Linked DNA regions of Mus musculus: regions 1, 2, 4 and 5 are each linked to region 3. The links are chromatin contacts, called in public HiCAR-type, HiChIP or PLAC-seq, Micro-C and promoter capture Hi-C maps. All regions are on one chromosome and are shown on one strand. The core of a region is the stretch at or near the end of the contact, and the rest is flanking DNA. Distances in the headings are between cores, read along the strand shown. Region 1 has its middle 21 kb from the start of Gm4251. Region 2 has its middle 49 kb from the start of Gm4251. Region 3 holds the start of Gfra2 (glial cell line derived neurotrophic factor family receptor alpha 2). Region 4 holds the start of Bmp1 (bone morphogenetic protein 1). Region 5 holds the start of Hr (lysine demethylase and nuclear receptor corepressor).

Evidence for each region. Promoter capture Hi-C pulls out the DNA fragments that hold promoters and counts their contacts. A called contact is a pair of places that touch in the nucleus more often than the background predicts. HiCAR-type assays count read pairs that join an accessible place to other places. HiChIP or PLAC-seq counts read pairs in DNA pulled down with a chosen protein or histone mark.
Region 1: a contact with region 3 is called in a HiCAR-type map of PVALB interneurons, with 4 times the contacts expected there. The contact joins the enhancer-like site here to the promoter of Gfra2 in region 3. A contact is called at or near these places in 5 of 39 promoter capture datasets (the 3T3-L1 cell line, embryonic stem cells, hippocampal neurons and 2 more), 2 of 15 datasets of contacts at CTCF or cohesin (large pre-B cells and pro-B cells), 4 of 484 Hi-C or Micro-C datasets (Th2 cells, cerebellar granule neurons, cerebral cortex and 1 more), 10 of 115 datasets of contacts at active chromatin or transcription factors (PVALB interneurons, astrocytes, embryonic forebrain and 3 more) and 2 of 9 other capture datasets (adipose tissue and embryonic stem cells).
Region 2: an H3K27ac HiChIP or PLAC-seq map of oligodendrocyte precursor cells shows a contact between it and region 3, with 7 times the contacts expected there. The contact joins the enhancer-like site here to the promoter of Gfra2 in region 3. A contact is called at or near these places in 8 of 39 promoter capture datasets (the 3T3-L1 cell line, the HPC-7 cell line, embryonic stem cells and 3 more), 2 of 15 datasets of contacts at CTCF or cohesin (pro-B cells and stem cell-derived epiblast-like cells), 3 of 484 Hi-C or Micro-C datasets (the HL-1 cell line and bone marrow-derived macrophages), 10 of 115 datasets of contacts at active chromatin or transcription factors (embryonic forebrain, embryonic hindbrain, embryonic midbrain and 6 more) and 3 of 9 other capture datasets (adipose tissue, embryonic stem cells and liver).
Region 4: a contact with region 3 is called in a promoter capture Hi-C map of embryonic stem cells, with 10 read pairs. The contact joins the promoter of Bmp1 here to the promoter of Gfra2 in region 3. A contact is called at or near these places in 1 of 39 promoter capture datasets (embryonic stem cells), 5 of 484 Hi-C or Micro-C datasets (all in embryonic stem cells) and 1 of 115 datasets of contacts at active chromatin or transcription factors (embryonic stem cells).
Region 5: a Micro-C map of embryonic stem cells shows a contact between it and region 3, with 2.4 times the contacts expected there. The contact joins the promoter of Hr here to the promoter of Gfra2 in region 3. A contact is called at or near these places in 1 of 39 promoter capture datasets (embryonic stem cells) and 5 of 484 Hi-C or Micro-C datasets (all in embryonic stem cells).

What each region holds. Positions count from the first base shown.
Region 1 is chr14:71,229,294-71,231,993 of GRCm38.p6, reverse strand. No RefSeq gene overlaps it. Among named protein-coding and RNA genes, the nearest start is that of Gm4251, 21 kb to the left of the region's middle. Within about 2 kb of position 1,308, at least 18 of the 459 cell types and tissues checked have an H3K27ac peak or open chromatin away from gene starts, as enhancers often do. A contact at or near this core is called in PVALB interneurons, where this site is marked.
Region 2 is chr14:71,298,776-71,301,475 of GRCm38.p6, reverse strand. No RefSeq gene overlaps it. Among named protein-coding and RNA genes, the nearest start is that of Gm4251, 49 kb to the right of the region's middle. Within about 2 kb of position 1,370, at least 16 of the 459 cell types and tissues checked have an H3K27ac peak or open chromatin away from gene starts, as enhancers often do. A contact at or near this core is called in oligodendrocyte precursor cells, where this site is marked.
Region 3 is chr14:70,888,675-70,891,374 of GRCm38.p6, reverse strand. It overlaps Gfra2 (glial cell line derived neurotrophic factor family receptor alpha 2), which reads right to left and starts at 1,268. Exons shown (of 9, transcript NM_008115.3): 1 at 481-1,268. The coding sequence starts at 520.
Region 4 is chr14:70,518,869-70,521,656 of GRCm38.p6, reverse strand. Bmp1 (bone morphogenetic protein 1) reads left to right here and starts at 1,397. Exons shown (of 20, transcript NM_009755.3): 1 at 1,397-1,788. The coding sequence starts at 1,620. Sftpc (surfactant associated protein C) reads left to right here. Exons shown (of 6, transcript NM_011359.2): 5 at 185-340; 6 at 542-716. The coding sequence ends at 331.
Region 5 is chr14:70,552,810-70,555,509 of GRCm38.p6, reverse strand. It overlaps Hr (lysine demethylase and nuclear receptor corepressor), which reads right to left and starts at 1,276. Exons shown (of 19, transcript NM_001379479.1): 1 at 403-1,276.

The DNA.
Region 1 (2,700 bases), core at 59-2,558, 340 kb before region 3:
ACAAAATGGTTGTGTGCAACTTTGCACTACCTTGCTACCTCCAAGATTCAGCTTCCCATCTAAGCTCCAGGAAGGAAGACTGAACTTAGAGCATTGCTGGGCTGGGACTCCTTGATTTCATATTCCCAAAGCTTTGCTTCAAATACTCTTTCATTTTTCCAGAATTCACACACTGGACTCCTGGCCCTCTCATATCCTTGGAGAAAGTTGAGCATGGCTGGCTTCTCTTGGTTTCTATTGGGTCAGATTCAACAGTGAAGTTGCTCCCAGACTTTCATTTTCTGAGGTTCTACTTCTGAGCATTCCAAATTGTGAGTGTTTCTTAGACATGGGTTCCAAATTGCACATCTGGAACTGGTCTCTCCTCATGGTCTGCCCTCAATCTGAGAAGTTTATCAGTTCTCTTGGAGAGGTTCCACCATACCATTAGCATTGGATACGGATGTCACACTTTGCAAGCCTTTTTTTTTTTTTTTTTTTTTTGGTCTTTGGACAAATCAGAGGAAAAAAAAGAAAAAAAACAGATTCACTTGGCACCTGACTCAGAGTAAGGGCCGAGCCTATTCGTGAAATGCAGTTCACTTCATTTGATAGGGGACAAATGACCCAAGCCATGTTCTCAGTGTGAGCTAGAGTCAGGAGTGCAATGATTCCACATGTGTAAGAGAGTGTTCACAGTCCTTCAGACATCCCCACATACATATACCACCAAACCACGTACAAGAAAATGAACATAGTCAGAATGTTAATTGGAGAAAGGACACTTTTTTTAACAAAGACAGGGGGAAAACACAAAGAAGGACTTAGTTGTTGCCACAGACATGGCACAAGAGACTATACGTGAATCCACTGTGCCCTGCAGTTTCTCACCTTTGACAAGGCATTGACATATACAGATGTCCTCTGGTCTTTTCCACTCTGTGAGCACGCACTATTCCTATGCTTGGACCATCGCCTTTAGCCCAGAGACTTATTTGCCTCTCACTTCAGCACAGCCCAGCTCTTCTCCTTCCCAATCAACTCTGTCAGCCTGACCTAAATAAGGAGTCTCCCTGCCATCAGTCTGCATTTTATCAGTCTTTTTAAATAGCACCTAATTATGATTTTGTGTGTGTAATCATATTCCCTCCCCCCTCATTCTGGCTCTCTCACTCATGCTCTCTCTCTCATTGAAATATAAATTTCTTAAAGTAAGAATCTCCCCACACACACATTTTTTTTTACTTTAAGAAAACAGGTAAGACTCCATTTCATCTCACTCAGTTTGAGTTCCTGGAATCTGAGGCACTGCTCTGTCAGTGAGTCATTGCTGAGTCAGTCAACATGGATTTGCGGGGTAAGCCTACACTCAGGGTCTATGCTCACAAGATTCCTCATGTTCCGTCCCCTACCTTTTTCTGTCACATTACAACCACAGTGACCTATTCCCTCGACTGCTTTGCCCACCCCTTACACCCACCTCGTATTTACCATGAGGCAAGACTGTAGTGTTGTGAGTCTATGCACAGGGCCCACTGTGGGTGCTCTAGGGATCCTCCTCCAACAACAACTGTCCTAGCTCCCATTCATAGCTTCCTGACTGCCATGATGTAAGCAACCTCTTCCTCTGCTGTAATGATCTGCTTCTCCTCAGAAGTGATACAATGGAGTCTGCCAATCATGGGTTAAGACCCTGAAAGTGTCAGCTAAAAATAAATCTCCCTTCTTTTTAAGTTGTTTTTCTCAGGTATCCATCACACTGGTGAAAACCAGCTAAAGTATGGCCATTAAGACTTCAGTGTAGTTTAGGGAGATATAACTCAACTCATTCCAGTGCATGCTCAGAGCTGATAGGCCCCACCCATCCAGTGCCCTTCAACGACTCTCTGACTCATTTGCCTGTTAGTAAAACCTCAGACAACTGTCCGATCAAATTGTGAGTTCACCAAAATTGATGTCTGATGGCCTTTCTTCCATCACCATTCCTTCAATTTTGTAACTTTTTACCTCTCTTGTTCTTTGGTGTCTTCTGGTAGGATACAAGGAATCCACCTCTGTGTGTGAGTGAAAGTGAAGCCAACTTCAAGGTTTAAGGATATTTCTCCATCATAGTAGTGTTTCCAACATAACAATGGAGGCAACTGAAGGAGAGTGACCAGAGACACTGAACGAGTCCAGCCAGCTCTCTTCCCTGTTTGGATCCTCTCATAGTCAAATGGAAGCTCCAGTCATGAGATAGTAAGGGGTCCAGAGGAAGAGACTGTAGACTGGAACCAGAAGCAGAGAAACTGCCCCATGGGGTATGCTGAGCCTGCACAGCTATATGCAGGGTGAGTTAATAAAATTCCCAGTTCTAGCCATTATCTTAGTGCCTAGCCATGAACGAGGATGCTAGCCTGTAGTCTGGACTTGGCCTCTAGCCCAGCACCTTCACACTAACCTGCCAGGTTAAAGTGAGCTAGGCTCTTCCCCTCTGTCTGCTTCCCTCAGGTAGACCGAATAGGGAGGGTTTGGGTGAAGTGGGGAGTGGAATGTCTAGCCCCTCCACACTACTACATCCTCTGAGCATCTGCAATGACCCCTCCTCTTCCTGCTTCCCCTCCAAAAGAAAATCAACACAACAGCAAACAGGGAGAAAGGGCAATGAGCACGAGCCAAGCCTTCATCTGCTCAGTCACTCTAAACAGAAATCACTTACCCTAAGCGGCAATCAGTCCCCGA
Region 2 (2,700 bases), core at 121-2,620, 410 kb before region 3:
TGTTCTTTTCTAATGAGAGGCAGAAAGGAGTGGATCAAGAGGGGAGAGGAGAAGGAGATGAGCTAGAAGAGAAGGAGGGAAAACTATATTCAGATTATATTGTGTGAGAAATGAATCTATACTTAATAAAGGGGGGGGGGGATTCCAATCTTCTGCCTGGGACAAGTCTGCATCCCAGCATTCAACCTGTTACTGTCAAGATCATCTGAGTTTGCCAAATATGCAGGCCACCTCTCCTTTAGCCTTATGTGTTTCACACATTGTTAGCAGGATTTCCTGCCTAAACATTTTCTCCATTGATAGTCATCAGTCCATTCTTTTCTTACAGAGTAGATCTTTTTTACCTTATGCCCTCATCCTCTGTTTCCCCGTCCCCATCTTGGCTTTATGGTTTTAAGTACCATGAATTATGATACCAAACAACATCCCAGCAGTTCCATCTCCAGACCTCACACTTCTTTGACCTTCCAGATATATACATCCAACAATCTACTTAAGCATCTCCATCAGAACGCCTGACAGACCACTCAAACACCACTCGTTTAAAGGTTACTGATTGGTTTCTTTTCTGTTGTTGTGATAAAATACCATGACTAAAAGTAATTTACAGAGAAAAGGATTATTTTGACTAATGGCTATGGAAGGGGCATCCATAATGATGGGAGACAAATGGCAGGGGACAGCCAGCCCAGATAACGGAGGGGTCACCATCTCCAGCCAGACATGAGACAGAGAGCAAAGCAGAAGATGATCATAAACTCTCAAACCTGCCCCTATGTCTTCCACTGAGGCTCTACCTCCTAAGGTTCCACAACCTCTCAAAACAGAGTCATCAACAAGGGACCAAATGGTAAGTTCTGTGAGCCTATGGAAGACACGTCACATTCAAATCACCAGAGGGACTTACTCTTTTTTTGTCTCTCCTAAAATGAATTCTCCCCTTTCCCCATGTATGTAACTAGAATCCCCATACCTTCCCATAATATTCAGGTAGGTCATCAACCCTGAGCAGTAGCTCCATACAGATACCTGGGCGTCTTTTCCATAAGGTTCCAGTTGCTGTGTGCTTGCTGGTGCCTCTCACTGTTCCTGCTTCCTAGCCTCATGTGAGATCTCCTTACTTCTCTCCATCTCCATCCCCAGTGTAAACTCGATTGCTCATTCGCTTTAGTTCATCTTAGCTAATTCAGTAGTAGCCTTTCAACTTGTCCCTTACTTCAGCTTGTGTCCGCAGGTACTCCATTCCTATTCAGCCAGCAGAGTTAAGGCTTTAAATACCAGTCGGATTCCCTTGCTCATCTACTTGCTCGAAGCTTTTCACTGATTGCCCTTTGCATCTTGAATGAAATCCAAGCACTCTATTGTGGCTGAGCAAACCCTGGCCAGTTCCCTGACAAGGACCCAGCAAACAAGTGACAGGGGTTCTGCAGCTGTGCCACTTGGCACTGACGCCTCTCAGCATTTTGGACTGGGCCCAGGAGATGGACAACCGCCCCCCCACGCTCTCAGTTGTCATCGGCTCTTGTAAAAGCTGGTCCTGTGAGTGCTTGGGTACCAGGTGTTCAGGGGAGTTGCATACACCCGCTGGGAAAGCCAGCAGCCCAGTTCTGGTTGCACCTGGAGTCCCTGTGGAGAGCTGAGGTCATACATTGCCTTCCCTCTGAGGGTAACAGAGGCATTGGTCCCATCTAGACAGTTGGCAGACCATGTCGGGAGAGGCCTGCTTTTCATTCACAGTTAATGCCTCCAAGCCCTGACTGTTTCTATATCCTGCTAGATTCCTTCAGATCTTCAAGCACAGAGAGACCACCAACAAATGCACCATAGGAAGCTTCCTGCACACAGTCTTCCGCCTTGAGTGGTCTCTGCAGGAATTTCTGCATGGCTTCTATGTATTCCTTCTTGTATAAGCCAGAATGCCATTTCTCTGACAACCATCTCCCCACTTCCTCTCTCGTTCACTTCTCTTACACCCAGTTGCTTCCTTCATTGCAAACAGCACAGTGTCCGTTTTACATTCATTCCTTTGTGTCTTTGCTTAGCAGCTCGCTCTCACAAGGCAAGAAACTCTCAGAGGGCAGGGACTATGTTTTTTTAAATGATGATATCATTTTATATCAATTTATATCAGTGTAAATTAGTACCATTCTTTTACAAACTCACTAGTAGAAAAAACTATACCCCACAAAAACTATACCCACATTAGTACTTTCTTATTTATTAAGATTCTTAATGATCCATTAAATCATTATCTCTGAGAACCACATGGATAAAGAGTAGTACATCTTGAATATTCATAATCTAGTTGAAATACCAACTATTGAAAGGCAAGAATATGCACCATGATGGAGGTAGCCCTTACCCAACAGGAAACTCCTTTAGTTGATGATCAGCACAAAGCTCTCCTCCCCCAGTATAAAAAAAGTTGATTAATAAAAATCTTTACAAAGGGCACCAGGAGGTTATGGTCATGAAAAATTGTATTTATGACTGTATACTCACTGGAACACCAGTTGGCCAGAAGATATCAGCTGGTCAATAAATATGTGTTGAACCAGTGAAAGTAACGAGGCATGTCTTTTATTGGCATGCCTTGAAAACCTGTTTCTGCCCTTGCCCTCTGCAGAGTCTCTGTCCAGTTAACCCGATCATACTCAATACTTTCATCAATACATTGAATAAATACATAGAAGATGTGAC
Region 3 (2,700 bases), core at 19-2,518:
TCTGAGAGCCTTCCAGAAAGGAGGGGCAGGCTTGATAGCGTCCCGCCAGCCTCTCCCCATCCTTCCTTTCATTCACACCAACAGTTGCATTTTTTTCCTTCCTAAGTTGTTGCAAATTGAACCCATTATTTTGAGGGAAATGAGCGCTATCACGGCCTGCAAGTAAGAGTGTGTGTCGGGGTGTGTGCGCGCGCGCGGCACGGGAGTGCGTGCGGAGATGGTTTGAATGTTGGAAGTCTCCTTCTCGGTCCTCCGCGCAACCAGCTAGCCGCTGCACAGCTCCCTCCTCTAGAGCCTCCCAGGCAGTTCGGCTCCCCGGAGCCCCAGGCCCGGGCTCCCAGCCTGGCGCGATCTCCCGGTGTCTCCCACGGCGCCCTGCTTGCAGCCCCCAAGCCCACCCCCGCATGCCCAGCTTCCAGTGGGCGACTGAACGCGCGCAGCCCCTTGTGACCCCCAGACTCGCCACCTGCAGGTACTCACCTAAAAAGAAGAAGAGGCAGAAGGCGTTTGCCAAGATCATGTTAAATAAATCCCACAGTTTTGTGTGTATGTGTCTTTCTCCCTTAGGTTTAAAAAATAAAAATAAAATAACAACGGTAATAATAACAGCCAAGCAATGATAACGACCCCCAAATCCAATGCGGAGATCCCGCCAGGCGGCCGCCGGTTGAAGATCCCGAGTCCAGGGATTCTCGCTGCTGGCTGGAGGGGGAGGGGTGGGAGGCGGGCGGTGGGCTGCCTCTCGACGTCCCCCCCTTGCCACTGAAATCAAACACACGTAGCTATGTGTCTGGCTGCCTTCTAAGCCAACAGCCTGGTCCTGAGGTCAGCCCAGCCCTTCGCTCTCGCGGCCGGGAAGGCGCGAGTCCCCGTGGGTCCAATTCCCCTGCACTTCCCAGGAGGGGACTGGAGAGGTGGGGGCGAGGCGATCTGAAAGTGAAGGACTGGAAGAAAGCAGCGAGGGAGGGGGGTCAGAATAAATGCAAATAGGAAAGAAATCCACCGACGGATGGGAGCAATCCAGTAGAGCTTCTAGGACGGGAGACCAGAGTCGCTTCTTTGGCACCAAGACGAAGAAAAAGATTCAAAATAAAAAAAAAAAAATCTTCTCCCGCTATCCCTTGCTTCGGCTCACTTTTTCTAATGGAATTCCAGTGCCGGTGTGCCTGTGCTTGCGTGTGTCTTTCCTCCCTTCCTCTCTCCCTCTCCTCTCCTCTCCTCTCCTCTCCCTCGCTCTCGCTCTTTGCTCTCGATCTCCGCTCTCCCTCACTCTCCCTCTCTCTCTCTCTTCCCCTCCCTACTCCCTCTCTCCCTGCTCCTCCCTCCGCCCGCCTGCTCCCTCCCTCCCCCTTCGCGGCTTCCTCGCCTAGGCTCTCGCGCCTCGCCCCTCTCCTCTGCTCGGGGCTCAGCGCCCCGGCTCCCTGGCGGCTGGCGGCGCAGCGCGCGGGAGCGCGGCGGAGCAGCTACACTCTGCAGCAGCAGTGGTAGCGACTCGGCGGTGATGGAAGCTACACCGGAGTGGCGCTGGCGCCCAGGAACACTGGCCTAGGGGTGAGCTCCACCGCTGGCTCCCTCGGCTCAACTGCCCGCCCTTGGGACCAGCCTGCTGCCTTGGCCGGAAAACCGACTAGATCCCCCGGCCAGTGTCCACGCTCAAACCAACGAAGCCTCCCGCCCCCTCCTCTCCATGCAATGTCTCATCCTGGCTAGGTGAAGGCTTGCGTTCTCCAAGTGCTCCTGCCCCTGCACTGGACCCCCAGAGCCATGAGGTTTCGGAAGCCTGAACGAGGTTAGGGAGACACTGAGGCCCGGGTGCTGGAGCCATCCTAGAGGCATGGGGGCAGGGCAGTAGAAAAACCCAGGCGTGGTGGTCCAGGTCTGAAAAAGAGAGCACCACTCTGCAAGCTGATGTATTCCTTGTGGGGAGCCGTTCTGAGAGTCTTCCCAAAAGCACTAGGGAACCCAAAGACGCCCTTGTAGGCCAACCCTATCTCCCTGGGTCTAACCCCGCGCTCCTATTCGTGTGTTCTGCATGCAGAGCTCAAGAACTTTTACCGCACACTAGTGACTCGCTTGCCACCCCACCCCGCGCGCGCTCCCCAACACACAGGCACACACACCAGCTCTGCAGCCATTCCAGACACCTCTTCCCCAGTTGGTCTCTCCTCCCCTGGACCAGAGAGAAGATTGTCTAGGGGTCCCAACTTCCTCCTCCAAGGCCAGTGAACCAGCCAGAACTGCGCGGGAAAAATCCAGCCCGGGTTGACACCCCACCCTACTGGGGAGCCCCAAAACAAGGGACACTCAGGCCTCTGCTTCACACCCCCTCCCCGCACACAGAGATCTCCTGGACTCCCTAGAGCTAGTCGGGGAACTAAGGCCACTCCCGGTTCCCGAAGCTGAGGGTGGAGACCCTTCCGGATGGAGACTCCTCCCCAAGCCGGGAAGGGGGACAATTTATCCATCTGTCTTTGGCCCCAGCTCACCGGCGTAATTTAGTCATAGAATTTACAATAAAAGCCCAGAAGCCCCGAAAAAAGAAGCGTCTGGCTGGAGAAGGGTTGAAGGCGAAGTGAGGTTGCTGACCGAGGTGGCAGGGCGGCAGACAGGCAGTACACATGTCTCAGCGCCCTCGGGATCATACAGCCCACGCACACCCGGCACCCTAGTTCCACGCTTTTCTCTGACACACCTTCGGCT
Region 4 (2,788 bases), core at 148-2,647, 370 kb after region 3:
CTACCAGCTCTCAGGTGGCCCTGCTAAGTTGTTGGCCTTGGCTGAGCTTAGACATGACCTATGGGCTTCTACATCCAACCCAGTCCCTCTCTGAATTTGTGAGGAAACTGATCCTCGAGAATTACCAACTTAGTGTCCCACACTAAATAAAGCAGGTGACATTGAAAGTAGGTGTTCTTTCCAGGCCAAGCCCTCCACACCCACCTCTAAGCTGGGCCAGGAGGAAGGGCATGATACTGGTTCCGAGTCCGATTCTTCCGGGAGAGACCTGGCTTTCCTAGGCCTTGCTGTGAGCACCCTGTGTGGAGAGCTACCACTCTACTATATCTAGCATCCACAGGTGAGCAACAGTACCTTTCAGGGTGCCTGGGCAACACTGGCAGGGCTTGGGCTGCCTGCTTTGTCAGGGGACCTACTAGGTATCTCTTAAAGTCAGTGGTCTCGGGAGCTCGGAGGATGGAGGGTTCCCAGACACATCCCACACTGGACCCAAGCGGGTGGCTTCTTCAGTCCCCATAAGCATTAGTTCTTTGCTTCACAGGGTCGGTAGAAACCGCAGCGGGACAGGAAAGACCCTCCGCAAAGGGTCTTTGTCAGACAAGCAGGAAGCTGCTCCTGCCCAGAAACCGGTGGAAGTCTGTAAAGGAAAGGTGTCTCTCCTACGGGCCAGGGGGATCCTATCACAAAAGAATAAAGCAGCCTGATTGGAAAACAAAGAGTGGCGCTTCTTTTCTTTCACATTTTCTCAGCTCGGCTTCTAGCAGAAGCCGTCCTAGGAAGGAGAGGGTTTGGAGAGTTGGGGCGCTTTGCCACGTCCTTTCTAAGAGTGATGGAGGTTTGGTCCTACCCCAGGTAATGGGGAACAGAGCAAAAGGCAGGGACAGAGGACGGGACCTGGGTGCCATACACGGGTGTTAGGCGCCCTCCAGCGGTGTGTCCACAAGGAAGGACAGCGACAGAGACAGGCAGGGAGACAGCTAGACAGAGAGACAGTGAGAAGCGAGAGAGCCGAGATCTAAGACAGACAGACTCTGGAGTCTCTGGGAGAGAACGATCGATCGCTGATCCAGTGTCTAAGAGGAAGGAACGGACCTGACAGCGTGTCCCGTGCCCGGAGGCACTCCGCCTGGTACAGGACAGCGGCCTGTAGGGGGCCCCTCGCGGAGCGGTGCCTCCGGGCATCCCTGGCCCGCGCCCCCTCCCCGGCCCCTGCCCCAGTCCCAGGCAGCGGATTCCCCTCCGGGGCGGGCGGTGCTACTCTCGTCCTCCCCGCCCGGCTGGCGTGCTTCCCGGCCCGGCCGAGCACGGTCCCGGCCCCGAGGGGGGCTGAGCTGGGCGAAAACCCGCCCTCCAGCGAGCTCATTTCCCTAAAAGGGGGGGTGGGGTGGGGAGTGGGAGGGCGGCGAGAAAAGAAAGGGAGCGACCGAGAGGAGGGCGAGGGGACGCCGGAGCCCAGGGCCGGAGAGAGCCGGGCCGAGCGGGGGGCGGGAGACAGGAAACGGGACGGGAAGAGGTGGCCTCGGGGGGAGAGCGCCTCCCCTTCGCCTTCAGCGCTCCCTTCCCCGTCGCCCCGCTCCCGCGTCCGGGCGCGACCGCCACCGCCACCGCCGCCCGCCAGCATGCCCGGCGTGGCCCGCCCGCCGCTGCCGCTGCTGTCGCTGCCGCTGCTACTGCTGCTGCTGCTGCTCCCGCGCGCCGGCCGGCCGCTGGACTTGGCCGACTACACCTACGACCTGGGCGAGGAGGACGCCCCGGAGCTCCTCAACTACAAAGACCCTTGCAAGGCGGGTGAGCGACCCCCGGCTCCCCCAGGGCGCACGGAAGCCGGGCGTGGGCAGGCTGGGATCGAGGCTCCCGGCCGGGCAGGGGTTGGGGTTGGGGTTGTAGTTGGGGTTGGGGGAGGACAGTCCAGTGTGGGAAGCTGGGAGCTGCTTGGTTGGCAATGCAGTGGGGGAACAAAAGACCGAGGGAGAAAGGGAGGGGGAAGTTTGGGGGACTTTTAGGACTGAAGTTTTGCTGCTGTTTGTGGAAACTGCTGCGGCTGCCGTTCGCCTTCACAGAGGAATCCTGGGGAAACCTCCCTCGGTCCCAGCGAATCCCGCTGGCAAGGAGGCTTTTTCTCCACCGGGAAACTTTACTGGCCAAACTGTGTGTGTGTGTGTGTGTGTGTGTGTGTGTGTGTGTGTGTCCGTCCGTCCGTCCGTCCGTGTCCCTTCTCCCCTATCCCTCCTGCTTTGTGGAATACTGGTGTTTGCCTGCTTGTCTGTTTGCCATAGTGCCGCACAGCACATCTGTCTGGTTTGATGCCCAGAAAGAAGGCCTGCAGCTCCAAAGGGATAGATTTTCCCGGCTTCTCAGCCCAGTGGAAGGAGAAAGTTTTTCAGGAGGTTCTATGGAATACTTCTTCATAGGCAATCCTATGAATCTAGCCAGCAGCAGGAGCTCTCTGAACACTCAAGAGACAGCTGTCAAAGTCAGAGAAATTGGCGGCAGGGGTGGGGGCTTGGGGGGCACAGGGGGACTTACCTGTGCCTTTGTGTGCCAGGAGAGCTTTGCCAGAGCTCAGTTAGGTTAGCAAATGAGTCTCACAAAGAGGTCTCAGATATTCTACATCAGCTCTCTCGCCCTACAGACACCTGAGGCTAATTAGTCAAGTCAGGGCTTCTAGTGTGTGTGTGTGTGTGTGTGTGTGTGTGTGTGTGTGTGTGTGTGTGTGTGATCTTTGTTCATGAGGACTCTCCTGCTGTGATTCCCTTGGAGTGACCAGATGACCAGACACACTCAGGCC
Region 5 (2,700 bases), core at 27-2,526, 340 kb after region 3:
GCTGCTAACTGAAGCCCGGAGGGGGGAGGGAAGGAGGCGGGGAAAGCAGGCTGGGCCCCAGAGAGACGCAAGCGAGGGAAAATTGAACACGCTTGCTAGGGACCAGGATGACAGGTGGCACCAGATCAGCTGTAGTCTCCTGAAGTAGTCCCCATGGCCGGACAGAGGAAACTCCAAGAGGGATGGATGTACGTGAGCCTTGGCGGAGGCGCCAAGAATTTTTGGAGCTGCAGCTTGCATTCAGTCCAGCCCCCTTAGTTGGGCATCCTAACTTTTCCATGTTAAGATGTAAGGTTCAGTTCAGAGTGACACCGGCACTTCACTCCCTGCCTGCACCTTGGGATCAGCTCATAAACTCCCCCATTACAATTAGCCCAGAACGCGCTCCCTCTTGGCGCTTACCTGGGCTTCACAGGCCGGGCGCGGTGTGGGCGGCGGTCGTGCTAGCCGGTGCTGGGTACTCGCTCCCCATGGGCCGGCTTCGGGGCGTTCTCCCGCTTTCTGCTCAGCGCTCTCGCGCTCTCTTTCCCCCCGGGCGTCGGGGGCGCTCTAGGGCCGCAGGTTGGAGGGGTCGGACTCCGGAATTTGCAGGATGCGGCACACGGCGCGGATGGGCCGCACCAGCTTCTGGGCCAAGGCTGTGGGTTGCGCCATGGGACGCCGAGACTCCGTGCTGCGCTTTGGGGAGGGTCGAGCCGGGGCTAGGGAGCGGGTGTCCCCGGAGGGAGAGAAGGATCCGGGCCGGGGGGAACGCGCGCCCCGGGTCGGAGATGGCTGAGTGGGGGGAAAGGCCGAGGGGCCGGGGAAGGGGGTCGTGCCTGGAAGTGGGGGGCCGATCCTGTGAGCCAGGAGCGAGGCACCAGCGAGGGCGCAGCACCGCGTAGCGCGGCTAATGGAGGGAGAGCGCAGCGGAGAGCGCAGCAGGACCTCTGATCGCCATCGCCAGACGCGCAACTGAGAGTGGGGAAGCTGCTCCGCCGGTTTCCTCCTCCAGCACCCTGCGGGAAACAGGAGCCCGTGATTCGGCGGCCCCGCCTGGGCCTGCCCCCTTCTGAGCCCCGGGGGCTTCCGCCAACGCCCCGGCGATGCCACCGGCTGCGCACGGGGAGAATGAGCCCTTTGTTCCCCCCTCCCCCCCGCGGCACCCGGGCGCCTGCCGAGAGAGGCTCCCCTGGGGCAGTGTGCCAGCTTCCCAGCCGCCCCACCCTCCCGTGGGCCCGGCCCGGAGCCTGGCAGGCGGGCAGCACCCCCACTATAGGTGCCAAGCCCGGGAACTGGAGCAAAGGGCGGGAGGGGCCGGACCAGGCCAGGATGAGGCGGGGTGCCCCCCGGGGTGCTAGGGCGGGGCGGCAGGGAGGGGTCAGTGCCAGAGCTGGCAGGGGCAGTCGGGTTCTCACGGGTCAGTGATGGGTGCTGCGACCCACGCCAGCAGGCCCGTGCCTGCTGGACCACTCTCTCCCTGTCCTTTTCAGCTCTGGGCACACCCCAATGGCTGGTGTCTTCCCTACCTCATTCTTCATCATCACCTGGCTAAGCCACTCTTCATAGTGTCGGGGCCCAAGACCCTACCCAGCATCCCTCTCTGGGCACAATGTTACAAAGCACTATGCTTTGGAATCTGGGAGGGCCTGACCTGATATCTGGTCTGTTCCCTGGTCTAAGCGCCTTGATTTCTACCAAGTGTCCAGAGAGGTGAAGGGACCAGAAGCACACAAGCATTGCAAGCTCCACTTGGGGTTGCCTGCTGGGCTGCCCCATCTTCAATGTTCTTGGTGCTCTCAGGCCCAGCCTGGAGAGGAGCCCATGGGAGTGGCTCCTGGGAGGGAACATTGAGTAGGAGAGGAAATGGGCAAACAGGGCACCCTCCACCCGAGGAAGCATCCCTGCTCTTCTGCGGGGGTGGTTCCAGAGCACACACACAAACAGACAGACAGATTCAGACACACACAGAAACCCACACGCCCAACGGGTGCTTCCCTTCTCTAAAAGCACCCACCTTCTGCCCCTCTACTCCCCTGCCTCCGAGCCCAGGCTGAAACAGAAGCAACACCACTTACTCTCACTCCCACCCCCCACTGCTGTGGAAGGAATGGATTTGGGTGGCCACAGCCTGGTCCCAAGTCCCTCCACCATCTCTGAAGTTGAGGGGTATCATGAAGAGCCCAATGTCTTTCACTTAAGGGACAGGAGTGAAGGCAAGGAGCTTTTCACCAATTGTTAAGACCAGGATAGGTACTTGGGGGAGGAGGTCTGTCCTTCCATCCTAGCTGCCTGCTCCGACTTGGGCCTTGTTGATACAGATCCTCCTTGCTCCTCTCCTTCACAGAGACCAAGTCTGTGGTGGGCAGGCTGGCAGGGGTTGTTTACATGGCTGGGGTTTTCATACTCCTTTTCTTATCCACTCCTTTGGAGGTGACCTGACCTTAGTTTGCTGAGGGAGCGGAATGAGGAGGGTCTAACAGGGACTGGAGCAGCAGGGGGTCTAGCCTGACCTCTGGCTCCTGGCTCCAGGGCAGGGTGGTGGGGTGGCACGTGCCTGTGGTCCCCATCTAAGTTCCCTGGCCTACCTTAGCAGAGGCTTGTGGGAGAGTCTTGTGGCTTGAGGCCTGGTAGTGGCCAGAGTGGAACCCGGGGCTGTCCTGAGTCCTGGGGGCTTGTGGCTGTCTTCCCCTAAGGTGATAGGGACTGTGTCAGGGGAGC